2 separate regions of the Mus musculus genome follow, and region 2 is linked to region 1. Evidence: chromatin contacts called from public Hi-C data. All regions are on one chromosome and are shown on one strand. The core of a region is the stretch at or near the end of the contact, and the rest is flanking DNA. Distances in the headings are between cores, read along the strand shown. Region 1 holds the start of Smarca4 (SWI/SNF related, matrix associated, actin dependent regulator of chromatin, subfamily a, member 4). Region 2 holds the start of Srpr (signal recognition particle receptor ('docking protein')).

Evidence for each region. Hi-C and Micro-C count contacts between places; a contact is called where the count stands out from the background.
Region 2: a contact with region 1 is called in a Hi-C map of B cells, with 5 read pairs. The contact joins the promoter of Srpr here to the promoter of Smarca4 in region 1. A contact is called at or near these places in 1 of 39 promoter capture datasets (cranial neural crest) and 1 of 484 Hi-C or Micro-C datasets (B cells).

Annotation. Positions count from the first base shown.
Region 1 is chr9:21,612,191-21,617,785 of GRCm38.p6, reverse strand. It overlaps Smarca4 (SWI/SNF related, matrix associated, actin dependent regulator of chromatin, subfamily a, member 4), which reads right to left and starts at 1,617. Exons shown (of 34, transcript NM_001174078.1): 1 at 1,386-1,617. Mir1946b (microRNA 1946b) reads left to right here and starts at 4,210; the gene lies at 4,210-4,342.
Region 2 is chr9:35,208,149-35,214,247 of GRCm38.p6, reverse strand. It overlaps Srpr (signal recognition particle receptor ('docking protein')), which reads right to left and starts at 3,045. Exons shown (of 14, transcript NM_026130.1): 1 at 2,843-3,045; 2 at 2,173-2,256; 3 at 1,737-1,900; 4 at 1,368-1,528; 5 at 962-1,118; 6 at 712-865; 7 at 413-501; 8 at 193-311; 9 at 1-61. The coding sequence starts at 2,959. Foxred1 (FAD-dependent oxidoreductase domain containing 1) reads left to right here and starts at 3,193. Exons shown (of 11, transcript NM_001291448.1): 1 at 3,193-3,441; 2 at 4,083-4,303; 3 at 4,719-4,832; 4 at 5,092-5,210. The coding sequence starts at 3,357.

The DNA.
Region 1 (5,595 bases), core at 368-2,867:
CTAATGCAAGAGTTTAATCCCAGTACTCAGAGGGCAGAGGCGGCCAATCTGTGTGAATTTGAGGGCAGCCGGTAACAGAGTTCTAGGACAGCCAGGACTATACAGTGAGAACAGAAGGGGGCCAGGAGAATCAAAACAAACCCAAAACTTCTTAATGAATTAATACACATGCAGGCCAAGGAGAAACGTCCCCATATTTACTGCCCATTCCCCTACCAGACATGTAACACAAAGTAAAAGATTCAACTATCTGCTGGACCAGTCAAGAACAAAGAACAGGGCAGGAAGCCTGGCTGAACATCATCCCAGCACTTGGGAGGTGGAGGCAGCAAAGTGAGGATGAAGCCAGCCTGGTCTACATGAGGAGCTGGATGTCAGCCTAGGTTATAAGAGTCTGTCTTCAAAATCAGAATAATGATGATGTAGGAACGATTTGCCTAGTTCTTCCCAATCCTAACAGCGAAAGTAATTCCCTTGTACAAAGGAGGAAACCAAGAGGTTTGGCGAGATTAGCGATTTCGCCTAAGGCCACACAGCAAGCTGACAGCAGCCGGCGCTGGGCATCAAACTCAAAGGCTGTCTGTCAGTTCAAACAAAAACTTGTTTCTAGTTCCTGAGGAGTCACTGGAGGTAAAAGGGATCAAGTAGATGTCTTCGGACCCGCACAAAACACTTGCCTTCGGTGTTTTAAAATAAAAAACCCTATCTTAAAAACTGGGAAGGGCCAAGGGACTCAAAAGAAAAACAATGCCGCCGAGAGCAAACGTCCCCAGGCATCTTTCACTTTTTAGGCAAACATTTTGAAGCCATGGAAGAAATTCTTTATTTTTCCTTCAAAATCTGCAATAATGAAATTTATCAAAAAAAAAAATAATAAACATGAAGAAAGTAAGGTCTGGAGACCGAAGAGGGCTCATGACTGTGTCCAAGCTACACTGGGCATCAATAACTGAGGTAAAAATGTTGCTCCCGACGCCCGACCACAGGGCATTGGGATCCCACCCGTTACAAACGAGGCCAGAAAAGCCCACGACACCTAGCCACTGTTCAAAGTTGGGGTCCACAGAAATTAAAGTGGGGGATCTGGATCTCTGAAACGCCAAAGGGAAGAAGCTTTGTCCAAGACCCTACGAGAACGCGCGCGCGGCCTTCACGCGGCCCAGAGCCACCCGCCTCGCCGGCCACAGTCAGGAAGCCGCCGCGGTCTCGCTGCACTGCGGCCTGAGACGCGCGCGCAGGGCTTCTTGACCCTCAGGCGCCGCCGTACCGCGACCCCGCTTTGGTCGCCCAGCTGCCCCCTCCCCCTCCCGGCGCCTCCGCTTCATTCAAACCGTCTTGCCCAAGCCCCGGGAGCCTGGTTCCGCCCGGGAGCCTCCATTCCTTACCTGGAGGTAACGGCGCCGTAACCTTCCTGGCGCCGCCCCCAACCCTCCACGAGGGGTCGGGGACAGAGTGGGCGTCTCGCTTCTCCTCAGGAAACAAAGAAGCCGTCTCCGCCGCTGCCAAGCGAGTGGGAAAGCCTCGCGCGCGCGCCCGCTGGGCTTCGCCAGGCCACCCCCCCCCACCGCACGCGCCCGCCGCGCGCCCCCGCCTCCCTGTCTACCCGCTCCACTTGCCCTGCTTCCGCTGCCCGGCCGGCCTCGTGCGCGCGCCAGCCCACCCTTCCGCTCTCTGCGCGCATGCTCAGCCATTCGCTGTGCGCACGCGTACTAGTCCTTTGAGGGCGCGAGGAGGTGGGCGGGCCCAGAGGCTGCACAAGATCCTGGTGCACCGCCCCTGTGGGGGGCTCGGGGCGGCTCTGCGCAAGCGCACATCTACCTCCCAGGCACGAAACTGGGCCTCAAGCCGGGAGGCATGCGCAGTGGGGGTAGCACTGCGGCGACGCTTAAAGGTTGGGGGAGGGGGTGGGTGGTCCAGATGGGAGATAGTAAGGATGAAATTAAAGTCCTCAGGCTCGGAGCAGTTGGAGCACCCAGGGAGGAAAGAGAAGCGGAGAGATGGCCAAGCTATCCCAGGACCGGCAGAGCCCACGCGGTGCTAAGTGCAGGCCCGGGAAACGCTTTGATCCTGGTTCTGGCGCTGCCCTGCCTGCTCTGCAAGACTCTGCCCTGGCCACATTTCCTGCAGAACCTGCTGAGGCCCAGTAATTAGCTTTACAAATATTTATTGAGCTGCTATCGGCTACTTGCTGCCCTCTATTACAGTCTGTGGGGAGGCAACCGAATGAATAAGTAAAATACAGAGTGTGAGGTAGAAACAGCCATATTCACAATTTAACTTCTGATTTCCAAGAAAGCCATTAGCCTTGGAGCATAGAACTCTGTCCAAATCTGTAGATTCATGCCTCTGGTTGAGTTTTTAAAATATTTGGTAGTGTTCGGGAGGCAGAGGCAGGTGGATCTCTTGAGTTTGTTACCAAGGTGTTACTTGTTTTTGTTGTGTGTCTTTATGGTTTGTTTGTTTGTTTGTTTGTTTGTTTTTATTTTTTTGGTTTTTCGAGACAGGGTTTCTCTGTGTAGCCCTGGCTGTCCTGGAACTCACTCTGTAGACCAGACTGGCCTCGAACTCAAGAAATCCGCCTGCCTCTGCCTCCCGAGTGCTGGGATTAAAGGCGTGCGCCACCACGCCCGGCTGTCTTTAGTTTTTTAAGACGGGTTTTCTTTGTGTAGCCGTGGCTGTCCTGGCACTTGCTCTAGACTAAGCTGGCCTCGAACTCAGACATCTTCCTTCCTGAGTGCTGCATGCATGTACCAATCCAGCTTGGTCTTTTACATAGTGAGGTTCCAGGGCAGCCATGGATACAAAGTGAGACCTTCTCTAAGTAAACAAACAAAAGGGTGTTTTCTGCCACAAAGAACAAAAAAGAATGTTTCAGGCCATTAAATCACTGGCCTGCTACTGCCTCTTAAACGCTAGGGTTACAGACCCAAGATACCAAGACTGGCAAACTATCATGGTATTTTCGCTTGGTTGTTTTGTTTTGTTTTTGTTTTTCGAGGACAGAGTTTCTTTGTGTAGCTCTGGCTGACCTGGAACTGGATCCTGAGACCAGGGTGACCTCGAACTGACATCTACCTGCCTCTGCTTCCCCACCACCACCCCCCACCCCACCCCACCCCCAACACACACAGCTCAGTTCTGGTTTTCAGGTTTATTTTCAGCCGGAGTTTAGTGGCATTTGTCCTTAATCTCACCAAGCTGATCTTTGTTTGTGGCCAACTTTATCCACATAGTGAGTTCCAGGCCTGCCAAGGTTACATAATGAGATTTTCTCAAAAAAATAAATTTTCTCAAAAAAATAAATTTTGGTGACTGGATAGGTGGCTCAGCAGTTAAGAGCACTTGCCCTTGCAGAGGACCTCCATTCCGTTCCCAACACTTCTCGGGGGCCAGAACTGCTTCCAACTCAGGAGCTTCGCCTGAGTACTAGGAATACTAGAATATTCTCTCTCTCTCTCTCTCTCTCTCTCTCTCTCTCTCTCTCTCTCTCTCTCTCTCCCCTCTCTCTGTCTCCAGAGTGCCATAATTAAAGGCATGTGCTACCAGTACCAGCCATACTAGATTTTTAATTTTTTTAATATATTTTTAAATTGTTTTCTTTTTTTTTTTTCTTTTTTGAGACAGGGTTTCCCTGTGCAGTCCTGGCTGTCCTGGAACTCACTCTGTAGACCAAGCTGGCCTCAACTCGGAAAGCCACCTGCCTCTGCCTCCCAAGTGCTGGGATTAAAGGCACACGCCACCACTGCCCTGCTGTTTTTGTTTTTCAAGACAGGGTTTCTATGTGTAGCCCTTCAGTAGGCTGGCCTCAAATCTGTAGATTTGCTTGCTGTTGCCTACTGACTGCCTGGACTAAAGGTGTGCACCATCACGACCTGGCTAGATTTCTTTTTAAGTATCATCTATGGACTAGGAGGGTGAGAGTATAATTCTTGCTTGTAGTGTGTGACTGGCATGCATGAAACCCTGGGTTCCATCGCCAACACTGAGTAAACTAGACATACAGGCATAGAGACACGTGCCTGTGGTCTCAGAAATAGAAATGCAGAGGCATGAAGATCCATAGTGCAAAGTCATCCTCAGCTTCAGAGAGATTTTTTTTTTTTTTTGAGACAGGGTTTCTTTGTGTAGCCCTGGCTGTCCTGGAACTCACTCTGTAGAGCAGGCTGACCTCAAACTCAGAAATCTACCTGGGTCTGCCTCCGGAGTGCTGGGATTAAAGGCGTGCGCCACCACTGCCCAGCTTTCAGAGTGAATTTGAGGCTATCTGGCTATATGAGACTGCTTCACAGGGTAAGAAAAGGGGAAAGTGCCGGGCAGTGGTGGCACATGCTTTTAATCCCAGCACTTGGGAGGCAGAGACAGGCAGATTTCTCAGTTCGAGGCCAGCCTGGTCTACAGAGTGAGTTCCAAGACAGCCAGGGCTACACAGAGAAACCCTGTCTCGAGAAACAAAATAACAAATAACAAAAAAAAAGAAAAAAGAAAAGAAAAGAAAAAAAAAAGGAAGAAAGAAAGAAAAAGAAAAGAGAGAAAAATGGGTGGGAGGGGGTGGTGATAAACAGAGACCAGGCTGCCTGTCTATTGAGTGGGCAACTCTGCCAAACACTCAACCTGCATCAACAAATTGGGTCTTTTCCATTCTAGATAGGTACGTACCAGGAAAATCATGAACAAGAGTCCAAATATATACAAAAGCTGGACCAGGTATAAGCCAGACTTCATAGTTAGCACACAAGTATGCTGGATCCAACATTGTCTTGTGTTCTCCATCTGTAAAACAGAAGCAGTAACTTTTACTAGGACCCCTCAGGACCAAGCCAGCTGACGGCTTTCTAAACCTTATTGTTTGTTTGTTTTTTGAGACAGGGTTTCTCTGTGTAACCTTGGCAGTCCTGGAACTCACTCTGTAGACCAGGCTGGCCTTGAACTCAGAAATCTACCTGCCTCTGCCTTCCAAGTGCTGGAATTAAAGGTGTGCGCCACCACAGCCAGGCTTAAAGTTTATTGTTAAGGAAGTAGACAAGTGGGGTCTGGACCTCTTCCTTGTCCTGGTTAGTTTTGTCAACTGAAACAAGCTTGAGTCACTATGGAAAAGGGAATCTCAGATGACAAACTGCCTCTATTAGACTCTACTGTGGTCATGTGTATAAAAGACTGCCTTGACTAATGATTGATGTGGGACCACCCACTGTGGGTGGCACAATCCCTTTGCAGATGGGCCTCAGCTGTGTAAGAAAGCTCGCTGAGAATAAGCCAGTGAGCAAGGCAGTAAGCATTTCTCCATGGTTTCTGCTTCTAGGTTCCTGAACTGACTTCATTCAATTATGGAACTATAAGCTGAAATAAAATCTTTCCTCCCCAAGTTGCTTTTGGTCTATCACAGCTACAGAAAAGTAATAAAGTTTCCTTCTTCACTCAAATTTTTAAGTTTTTGGTTCTATTTATCTACTTATTGAGAAAGGGTTTTTCTGTGTAGCCCCACTGTCCTGGAAATTGCTCTGTAGACCACGCTGTCCTGGAACTCACAGAGATTCACCTGCCTCTGCCTCCCTTGCTGGGATCAAAGACATGTGTCACCACTTCCAAGGTAAATTG
Region 2 (6,099 bases), core at 1,796-4,295, about 14 Mb before region 1:
TCTAATTTGTTGGCAACAGATTCACAGAGCTGGACAGCAATGTCAGCAGCCACATTCTTAGCTGAGAAGAGAAGGACAGCTGTGAGTTCCGAGCTAACAATGATCGGGTCTCAAGAGCACAGCTTAGAAAATGGTTCTATTCCTAATGAACTATGTCATAGTCCGTCAGTCAAGCCAGTCCTCCAGACTCACCAATGAGATGATCACGCATCTTGTCTAGCACAGATTCCATGTCTTCTCGACTCAAGCTCTTGGAACCCACCAGACCCTTCAGCATCCCAAACATGCCACCCAGAGTTCCCTTGGTAGCACTACAATTACAGAAGATCACAAGTATGCGTTAGGCCAGCAGGCAGGAGGTATGGGTCATCAATTCTGCATCCACACCACCTCCCACCTGAAATCCTTCTACCTAGGCTTGGTATTTTGAGTGGCCCCTTCATCATCTGAGCTGCTGCAATCCAGATCTTGAAGCTGTCCCCCAGGCCCAGTTCCTCGAATCTAGAGAACACAGGCAAAGAAAAGAGGTGTGATCAAGAACACTAACAGCTGAGGGGAAGAGCCCAGGATATACCCTGGCAACATTATTTGAGACCTTAGAAAAACCCACATATAGTTCATTCCTCTCTCAAATCCAGATATACCCTCCAGATGTTTCCTTCCCAATTTCTGGCCAATGGTGATCTTCACTCTGACCTTTATGCATCTTACCAAGTTGATATCTTCAGAAAGGGCTGCCTCTGGAGTTCCATTGGTGGTGGGAGTACTGTAATCCAAGACTTCCTTGTTAGCACAGCCACCTAGTTCCCACACCCGGGGTGCTTTTTTGCCCTTCTCCTTTGGAGTATCTGACTTTGTAGATTTACTGCAAAGGATGACATAGGAAGGAACATGAGAGGAGAGTCCCCTGGCCCCAGCACAGCTGGGTAACAGTCACCAGAGACAGGGTAACAGTGCTGACCTGGATTTGTCCAGACCCTTGCCATGCTTCTGAATGAACTCCTCTCTCTTCCTACGGATCAGCTCCTCTTTGGAAAGTTCTCCATTCTCAGGTCCCGCTGAGAGACCTGACTTTTCTGCAGGGGCTGTTTTGCTAGTAGCCAAAGTGCCATCAGAACCTGTTAAAAGAAACCTCACTGGAGGAAAAGAAACATAAATCCCAACCACCCAGGTAATAACTACAGTTCTTCCAAATCCTAAAGAGCAACTTGGACCAAACACCTTGGAGACTACAATGCCTCAAGGGAGTGATAGGGTGGTGAGCATTAAGTTAAAGGAGGCTAGCAATGTCAAAGAGTACCACAGAGTTTTATAATACTATGCTAACATCTTGTATGCCCTAGCAGGGTCAGGAAACTCAAACACACCTTCCTTTTTGGCCCCCCTTTTTTTGTTGTTTTTTGCTTTTTCCTTGGTCTTTTCCCCCCGTGTTTCAATCATGGACCTCACAGGTTTCTTAGCTTTTTCAGAATCTTCAAATTTCTTCATGGTAGTGGGAGCACGGATCTTACTGCTCTCCTCTGCTTCACTAAAGAGAAAAGAGACTAGTTGGTCTTTCTACCCATACAAGAGGACAACTCTGACTTAAGAAAAAGATCCCACATATCAAAAGGACTATAAGAAACAAGCTACAAAATGTGACTGGTTTGAACCCATGTAAATATTGATGCGCCACCGACAGGCAGGCACTCTTAAATCATGAAAATTTTCCCTTTGAACGGAGGAAAGCCTCTCACCGAAGGAGCCGCAGGAAGTCATTTTGGAAATCAAATGTGCCATTCAATAGACTTAAAGCACTCTGTTGTTGGATCTCTGTGCGATACTTATCCCGGAACAGTCGGTGCACATCATCTATCAACTTGTCTACATAGGTCAGCGTGAGGATCTTCTGAAAGCCAACCTGTTTATGGAAGGAGACGGAGCCAATAGATCTCCTTACATGCCAGCCCAGAATGGAAGGAAGCCAACTCAACCCAAGCCTCCAGAGATAGGTTTCCTGCCCCGGGAGAGCCAAGCTTACAATCTTACCCAGAAGTCGCTTGCTTTCTCCCCTCCACATTCCTAACTTTTTTCTATCACTTTATCACATACACAATACCCACAATTAATTAGGTTCATCAGTGGGGATGCTGTTGAGAACATAACTTGTCTTTCTAACATACCCCCACTTACCACAAACACCAGCTCAAACTGGTTGTCCAGTTTATACTTGAGTGTGAGAGCCTCATGAGTGAAAGAGTTGTTACCGCCCCGTTCCTGGAAAAAGAGCGTTTCAGCAGTCAGGCTACATCCACAGCAAAACCAGACTTTGGACTACGTTTGGGAAATAACCAGATATAATCCTGCCCTCAACAAGGGAGTTCTGGGACATTTCTAGCACCCCGTGAGAAAAAAAGACAGACAGACAGACACCAGGTAAGGACAAGGGGTAAAGCTGGGACAGGAGACAGGACACGTGGGAGCCAGGAAGTAAACAGTCATATATAAACAATCAGATCTTCTAGCAGCTGTGAACCATCTACTGTTCCTGAAAGGTGTTCTCGCATCCACAGTTTCACCCAACGTCAAAACAGCAGAAAACCACGCTGCTCGGATGAGTGGAGAGGGAGTTCGAGTCCATTAGGACGCCAGAACGTGGCTAGAGCCCCGGAAACGGGAGGAGTGGGGGGCGTCGCAAAGTTTCGGGATACTGTGATCCAGGCAAGGAAGTCGATCCTGGGTGGCCGGTAACCGACCAGTTTGAGGAGATCAGAACGGAAAGTGCGGAGTGACTACTGGAAAGGGGACCACAGTCTGGGTCTGAGGGACGACAGCCCGGAGTTCTGCCCCGCGGGGGTGGTACCTGCAGCAGTACGGAACGAATCAACGCGTTGACGGGCCCGGTGCACGAGTCGCTCACGCCCTGGAAACACCAGAGCACAAGCCCGCCCTTCGAGAAGATGGTGAAGAAGTCAAGCATGACGGAAGCGGGAGAAGACTTGAGGCCGAGACCGGGGCCGGGAACTCGGGCCGCGTCCGCCGCCGCCGCTTCCTGCTGCGCCAAGCGCGGGACACGTCACACCAGCAGCCCCCGGAAACCGGTTCAGCCGCACTTCCGCTACGAGCCTCCGTGGTCCCGCCCCTTTCCCGCTCAGGGCGCGCGAGATGACGTAGACTCAAGCCTGACCAATAGCACACAGGGGCGGGACTCCAGAGGCGATAGCTCCCCTATAGCGTGGAGGGGTGGAGCCTGAAGAGCACTGCCGGCTAATCGGCGCGTTCGTGTCTATTCCCCGTGGCGCGGACCGATGACAGGAAGGACAGAGTCGGCTTGAGGGGAACCCACCTCAAGCTGAAAGAAGCCGGGCTCTAAGGCCATGTTTCGCAGAGCGCTGCGTCTTGGCTTGGGCCCGGGCCTCCCATACCGGGGGCTACGCACACGCAAAGGAGGCTTTACTCTGGGTAAAGCTGAGGGCAGCAGTGGTTCTGGGGAGCCCAAACCCTCCATAGATGTGACCTTCAAGGTTCGACCCCCTGCCTCGTGCGGGCGGGACAGCGAGTTAGCTGGGGGAAGGGGTAGGCTTGCCTACTAAAGGTCAAAGAGCCGAGGCAAGTGTATGGCTCTCAAGGAGGCACTTCCCAGTGGACAATGCCATATAAATGGAAGCTTGCTGGCGATGATGGATAAGGATAAGAAACCATTACAAAGGTGCCCGGCTTTAGAAGGCTGTGCAGTATGAAGTATACTAGGGACTCGTTCCCTGGGCCTGGCATATCTGAGAATGGGGTTCAGGAGGGAGAGAGATCTGCAAGAGCTAAATAATGTGAGTCACATCTCGCTTGATGGGGAAACAGAAAGTAATTTCAGGAAGTTGAATCTTCCAGTGTTAGAGATCCATGATATTGGGGCCTGGTGGGACAAAGACCAAACAACAAAGTTCTAACAATACTGCTGCATATGAGTTGATCTTATGAGAAAGGATGACATTGGAGGTGTGGCAATCCAAATGCCTATTTCAGCCCCCCTTTTCCTGTACCCATCCTCCAACCCCCAACCACGCAGAAAAGAACATAAGTCATCTAACTGTAACTATGTCCTGCAGACTGGGATGCAAAGGTGTCTGACTTTAAGAAGAAGGTTGATTCCATCCTGCCTGGAAAGAAATATGAAGTGCTGTATGACACCAGCCACCTGCCCCCAGAACAGGCGGATGTGGTCATCATAGGAGGTGGGATTCTTGGTCTGTCTGTGGCCTTTTGGCTGAAGAAGCTGGAGAGTAGAAGAGGTGCCATTCGGGTGCTGGTGGTGGAGCAGGACCACACGGTGAGGTCAGGGAGTAAGGGCAGTCATCTTATTGAGGACACAGACTGTGGCATTGAGGGCAGGGACTGTGCTTTGGACTTTGGAGCTTAAGAAATAGTTCCAGGCTCTTCCTCCCTCAACAAAGACCCGCAGCAATAACATTGTTTTGTTGGGGAAGGGGAAGAGACTTTGCTACTGTTGTTTAATCTCTTTGGAGATGGGGTTTCAATATATGGCTGAAGCTGGCCCTGAACTCAGCATTTTCCATTCTGTGCCTCCCAAGTGCTCCGATTACACGTGCTCCAGAACATTTACCCATACTTGCTCCTTGAAAAATGATTCCCCTTTGCATTTAAATGTATAACTGACAGCTTCCATTGCAGGATTCCATTATATATTACATCATGACAGTCTACGTCGGTTTTTCTTTTCACAGTATTCACGGGCTTCCTCCACAGGGCCTTCTGTGGGCGGGATTTGGCAGCAGTTTTCCGTGCCTGAGAATGTCCAGCTCTCACTCTTTTCAATCAACTTTCTCCGGAACATAAATGTATGTACAGTAAGATTTGAAGGCTGGGGTGGGAGTCCCTTCTTTAGCCCAGAGATCAGTAGCCTAGCTGGTAAGGGGAACCAAGGAGAAGAGTGTGTTTGAGGCAACAAGATATTGGGATCCTTGACTGTCTTCCAGTGTTGGTGCCTAGAGAAGGGTTTGTCCTGATCTGGGCCACTGCTCCTGGAGCTGTGGTGAGGCCAGGGAGGTTCCCTTTTGTCAGCCTCCTTGGAGAGCAGCTCTTTTTCTTTGCACTCAGGAGTACCTGGCTGTGGTGGATGCTCCTCCTGTGGAACTTCAGTTCAACCCTTCCGGCTGTCTCTTGCTAGCTTCAGAAAAGGATGCTGCCACCTTGGAAAACAATGTGAAAATGCAAAGGTGGGTGCCCAGCACTGCCCTGAGCTGCTTCTTGGCTTCACATACTTCACTGAGCTCTTATACCAAGTTAGAAATCGGGAAGCTGAAGGTCAAGTCATAAGAATCTCCTCATTAGTAGCTCTTATTATCAGGAAAAATGGGCCTATTTAACCTTCAAGGCCCCATGACGAGGACTATCGCCCAGTCGTGGACACTTAGCACCCATGTAAGATACTCCCAAACCTAACAAACCAGAATCTCTAGGGAGTGGCCAGGGTACTGGGCTTCTAACAAGAATCCTAATTTAGGGATCAGCAAATTCTATAAAGGGCCAGACAGTAAATATTTTAGGTTTTCTTGTCATTTTGTCTCTGTTTCAACTTTTCTGCTCTGCCATTATAGCACAAAAGTAGCCACAGACAAAAAACATAGAAATAATTGAGTGTGGTCCACAAATAAAAGTAGGCAGCAGGTTGGCCTTAGCACATTGAGCTTCACATCAATTAAGGGTTGAACATCTTTGTGATATGGTATGCACAGGCTCTCTTCTGATATGCTGTGAATCTCACTAGTGAAACCAGATAAATGTCTGCGGATGCTAACTCATTAATTAATTTAATCAGAACATCCCATTTTACATGTGGGGAAACTGGGACAAGATCTAGTAAAGCTGGCATTGAGCCTCAGTTTAAACTAGACACTGGCTCATAGGAGTGTTTCTTGGCACTCTGATTCCCTGGCCAGTTAGTGTTCTAGAGGAGACACTCATTCTGAGGGACAAGGTTGTGCTAGGCAGCAGAGAAGAAAGTGTTTTACAGGAGGCAGTGGTGCGTGGTTCCCCACCATCTTGTGAAAGGAGATAGAGTAGGGCAAGGAGTTGAGAGTACTGAAGGGAGAGAGGAATGTAGAA